2 separate regions of the Sus scrofa genome follow, and region 1 is linked to region 2. The links are chromatin contacts, called in public Hi-C maps. All regions are on one chromosome and are shown on one strand. The core of a region is the stretch at or near the end of the contact, and the rest is flanking DNA. Distances in the headings are between cores, read along the strand shown.

Evidence for each region. A called contact is a pair of places that touch in the nucleus more often than the background predicts.
Region 1: a contact with region 2 is called in a Hi-C map of liver, with 3 times the contacts expected there. The contact joins two enhancer-like sites. A contact is called at or near these places in 1 of 5 promoter capture datasets (liver) and 6 of 47 Hi-C or Micro-C datasets (embryonic fibroblasts, fetal liver, liver and 1 more).

What each region holds. Positions count from the first base shown.
Region 1 is chr18:11,413,058-11,415,757 of Sscrofa11.1, forward strand. No RefSeq gene overlaps it. Among named protein-coding and RNA genes, the nearest start is that of AKR1D1, 120 kb to the right of the region's middle. Within about 2 kb of position 1,419, at least 2 of the 83 cell types and tissues checked have an H3K27ac peak or open chromatin away from gene starts, as enhancers often do. A contact at or near this core is called in fetal liver and liver, where this site is marked.
Region 2 is chr18:11,501,387-11,504,086 of Sscrofa11.1, forward strand. The region is part of intron 1 of AKR1D1 (3-oxo-5-beta-steroid 4-dehydrogenase); the gene reads right to left. Among named protein-coding and RNA genes, the nearest start is that of AKR1D1, 30 kb to the right of the region's middle. Within about 2 kb of position 1,310, at least 4 of the 83 cell types and tissues checked have an H3K27ac peak or open chromatin away from gene starts, as enhancers often do. A contact at or near this core is called in fetal liver and liver, where this site is marked.

The sequences.
Region 1 (2,700 bases), core at 169-2,668, 88 kb before region 2:
CTGAGATAAAACGGAAGATGTACTGGCTCCTTATTGACAGAGAAGCAATTCTCAGAGAGATTTCACCAGCACTTTAAGAAACAAAAAAAAATTTTTTTTGGTCTTTTTTAGGGCCGCACCTGGGGCATATGGAGGTTCCCAGGCTCCATAGGAGGTTCTACGGTCCTACCAGAGCCATAGCCCCTGGCCTACACCACAGCCACAGCAACACCAGATCTTAGCTGTGTCTGCAACCTACACCACAGCTCATGGCAATGCTAGATCTTAACCCACTGAGCGAGGCCAGGGATCAAGGATGCCAGTCAGATTCATTTCTGCTCAGCCATGACGGCAACTCCCAAGAAACAAATACTTTAAATTTCATTTAATTTGTTCTAGAGCGAAGGGTGTGAAAGAAAAATTTTCTCTCTCTTTTCAATATTGAAAGGAGCCCAATTTGATAATCGAAACTAATTCAAGAGTATACACAAAAAACTCCTAAATACTCTTATCTATGGATATCAATTCGAAGATGCTCAAAGTATATTATCAAATAGCAACGCAGTTAAAATAATATGTTCAATCATTTCCACCAGCTCCTGGTAAGGCCATTCCTCCCAGACCTCCATGTGGCCCTCAGCGGGAATTCAATGAAGGCTACTGGCTCCAAGCCCTTTAGCAATTCTCTCTCTTCCTGATGACCCCACAAGACAGGATTAAAGGGGACCCCCTTCTTCTAAGAACGCCGCATAGTCTTTGCGGGAAGAATTACCCATAGCCAGATGTAAGGGGGGCCTACAAAGGTCAGTGTACTTTTGTCAAGAACACTGCTATTCTCCCCCATCATGCTCTGCATCTCAGCTCTCAAACTAGCCAAAACATCAATGCCTAGAAGGAGACTATAATTAAAAGCAATTATCTATCCCTCCCTACCTCCTGCCCTAGTCAAGTAAAGTGAGAACTTGGGGATTTGGTATCTGGAGGGAGACGCATGATGGCTACGGTTCCGATTTAGGGAAGATTCACATTCTAGGACCAGGGCTCCAGAAGATATCAGGATTTAGTTACTAGTCTGCACTGGTCAGAAATTGAAGCCACCAGTGAAAGCTTGAAATTTTACAGGGATTCCAGAGACATATCAAGCCTGGGAACTATAATTTAGCTCAGTCTTTTAAATTCCCTTAACTGTGGTCAGAAAGTGTGCCACACACTGCATTGCAGAAGCCTGCAGACATGCGATTGGCGCCTATGTGTCTCTCACGGCCTCTTCCAATACCCTCTGTGTCACTATCCACAGAGGGAGACGGTGCCCGAGGGAGGTCCTCCAGGGAGAATGATCAGCAATGAGCAAACAAAAAACACTCTGCAGGCTGGAGCAGAAAGTCCTTGTTGCTCCAGTCCCTGTATTTTTATGGATCAGTGGGTAGGCTTTCTCCTTTTCCAGGCAGGTTATGTAAGTATTGACGTACTTCATACCCTATTAGAGGCCTCTGATGAGGAAAGAGATTGATTTGGGTTAACAAATATCTCTGGGTTTGCAAAAGTCCCCAAGAAGGTCAAAGATACTGGTCATCAATACCTGAGCTCAGAAAAAGCACTGACTAAGTCAGGCCATTTTTATTGCTGAGGTCAGCTTGAGAGGCTGGAGATCTTGCCTGAGGGATAGTGTATTTGTTTGCTTCGTCTGCTGTAACAAAGTGCCACAAACTGGGTGGCTTAACAGAAATTTACTGTCTTGCAGTTCTGGAGGCCCTAAGTCTGAGATCAAGATGACAGCAGGGTGGGTTCCTTCTGAGTCTGTGAGGGACACTGGTCCAGGCCTCTCCCCTAGCTTCCGGTGGTTTGCTGGCTATCTTTGGGGTTCTATACTCAGAAAAGCATCAGCCTGATCTCCGCCTGTCTGCACATGGTGCCCTCCTGTGTTATCTGCGTCCAAGTGTCCCTTTTTTATAAGGACACCAGTGGTAGTGGATTAGGATCCACTCTACTCCACTGTGGCCTCATCTTACCCAACCACATAGGCAGTGACCACACTTCTAAATAAGGTTACATTCTGAAGTACTGGGGGCTAGGACTTCAGCGTGTGAATTTGAATTTGGGGGGGATATAATTTATCCCCGAAGAGATGGGAAGCTTGAGAGGAGTGAGAGCGAAGGGCGAGGTGACACGCACGAGCGCAGGCAGACCATCTCTCCTTCTTGCTCTTCCTGTTTCCCGTCTCCCACGCTTTTCCCACTGTCTCCGTCTCCTCTCCCTCTTCCAAGCTTTAGAAATATATGTATACGGGAGTTCCCATTGCGGCGTGGCAGAAAAGAACCCAACTAGTATCCATGAAGATGCAGGGTCAATCCCTGGCCTCACTCAGGGTTAAGGATCCAAAGCTGTGGTGCAGGTCGCAGATGCGGCTCGGATCCTGAGTTGTTGTGGCTGTGGTGTAGGCTGGCAGGCTACAGCTCCAACTCAACCCCTAGCCTGGGAACTTCCATATGCCACATGTACGGCCCTAAAAAGTGGAAAAAAAAAAAAAAAGAAGAAGAAAAGAAATATATGTATACATTTTCCTTGACCAACAGTGGGATTCTTTTCCAATGCCTATCTTTAAAAAATGCTTTTATAGGTGTGGTCCCCCCTCCACACAAGCGCCTGAAATATTTGACAATAGGGACTGTGAGTTTGCGGTTTTTGTTTGTTTGTTTGTTTATGACCACACCTGAAGCATAC
Region 2 (2,700 bases), core at 60-2,559:
AAAAAGTCCTCAAAATTACTTTTTTTCAGCTCCTTGATCCTTGGCCCCAGAACCCTGGAACAGGTTCAGTTTTACCCCAGACCAATGTCATGTTTACTTAATAATCAATGTCATATAGAGCCACAACAAAGGGAAATGCCAAGCTTTCGCAAGGTGCTGTACCGATGCCAGCAACCACTGGAAGGAGAAAGAAATAACTCAATCATTGTAGCTAAAGCCAGGAAAGGGAAAAAGTGATGGAAAGAAGAAAGGAGGGAGGGAAGGAATGAAGTGAGCTCCCCAGAATCAACTTTTGGGTAAATCTAAATAATCATTAACAGTCAACTATACTCCAAAAATTTTTTTAAATAATAATTATTATTAACTGAAAGACAACTATATAATGCTGGGACTATTAAATATATATGTAATTAAAACATGATGACAATATCAAAATTAGGAGGAGGTAAATGAAGTTAATTAAACCTCTGAAAAGAAGAAACAAGAACAGGTTTATACATTTTAATTACCTTCTTTGAAGCATAGTAAAAATACAATAAAAGGCACCTGTTTTAAGAATATACATTTTTTGAAAAATTACATACCCACATATCACTTCCACAGTTAGATATAGGATATATTTCCATCATTTCAAAAAGTTCCTTTGTGTCCCTCCCTGGCAAATTCCAACTTTCCATCCCAGACCTCAGGCAGTGACTAATTTGCTTTCGATCACTATAGATGAGATTGGTCATTCCTAGAGTTTCATGTAAATATAATTTATGTACTCTTTTGCATCTGTCTTTTCCACTCAACATAATGATTTTGAGATTCATCTAAGTCGTTGCATGCATACACCGTTGGTTTCTTTTTGACTACTGAGTAGCACTCTCTTGTATGAACATGCCCCAAGTTGTTTGTCCATTCCTTCCTTGATGGACTTTGGTATTGTTTCTAGTGTAGGCCTCTATAATGTTATGAACACTAGTGTGTAAAGCTTTGCATGGACATATGTTTTCATGAGCAGATGTTTTATAGGGAAAAACTACAAATAACCAAAACATGATTTTTAAAAGAAACAAAATTTGAAACACAATCACTCTGTTGGTTTCTGTTCTTGCTTTTTCAGGCTTAGGGGTAGTAATAGTCACTGTTGTTACCAGTCCTGACATTCTGTGATTTTCTTATACATACATCTTCATGGACATTCTATGTGACCCGTTAACAAAGGAAGAAAACCAAGGGTTTGGTTTACAATTAGATGGCATACTCAGTGGCGCCACCTCCAGACAGAACTAGATGACTGCTTCGCTATGGTCTTACTCCAGACTAGCCCTGAAGGTGTAGGAGAAAGAAAATCCTCCCAGTGGGTGGAATGTTGGGTGGCATATCTATCTGTCCACTATGTGAAAGGAGAACTGGTCTGAAGATCAGATTCATGGGTAGGGTCTAACTAGTTGTGTAGGTGTTTAGAGAACAAACCTGTTACTTCTTAGTATGTAACAAGACAGCAGCAGAAACTGCCCTGTTCCCTGGAGGACTGTGGTGAGTTCACTGGTAATAGACTGATTACACTGGACCCTTTCTCCCAAAGAAGAGACAGTTTTTTCTCATTGAAGTTGACACTTTGGGTCAGATATGCCTTCCTTGCTCATAGCAATTCTTTCAGACTGTAAGTATTGACAGAATCTTTCCGTACCGTAATTATTTACCAGACGACAGTGCCTCTGACCAAAGATCACATTTATTGGTAAAGTATGTCAATAGATATGTGTGCACACAAGTCACAGTATTCTGATGGAGGTCTAATCATCAACCAGAGCAACTGGATAAATGGAATAATGTAATAGTACCAGAAGAGATTACCAAAGACTCAGCCCTGGGGCCAGCAAAAGAGTCCTTGACACCTGTTCTTTCGACTTTTTTGAGGGTTTTGAAAATAAGAATAACTCATGCAGTGAAAGCTTGTGTACACGTAATTTTATGTTTTGCCGTTGTGTCTGTGGATAGATTCCCAGAACAGGGATTGCTAGATGAGTGAGTAGATGTCTGTGTGATTGACTAGATATTGCCGAATTTCCCTCCATAGGGAATATGGAGGTATGGTCCATGGAGTGGGGTACCATCTTGCATTCCCTTCATCAAAGGGTGAGAGTACCTGCTTCCACACAGCCTCTCCAATGGGGCAAATTTTTTCCAGTCTGATATGTGAAACATAATATCTCAGTTTACTTTTTTTTTTTTGCTTTTTTTTTTTTTTTTTGCTTTTTAGGGCCATACTCAGGGCTATGGAAGTTCCCAGGCTAGGGGTCAGATTGGAACTGTAGCTGCCAGGCTACCCTGCAGCCACAGCAACATGGGATCTGAGCTGAGTCTGCAACCTACACAACAGCTCATAGCAATGCTGGATCCCCGACACAATGAGCAAGGCCAGGGATCTTCTCATTGAATTTCTTTGAATTCTTTTTAAGTTCCTTTATTAAAGTTTTATAGTTCACAATGTATAAGTATTTCACTCCTTGGTCAGATTTACTCCTAGGTGTTTAATTTTTTTTTTTTTTTTTTGCTGCAACTTTAAAAGGCATTTTTTTATATTCCTTTTCTAATATTTCATTGCGAGTATACAGAAATGCAACCAATTTCTAAATGTTAATCTTAAATGCTACTTTGCTGAATTTGTTGATCAGTTCAAGTAGTTTTTTTGTGGAATTGTTAAAGTGT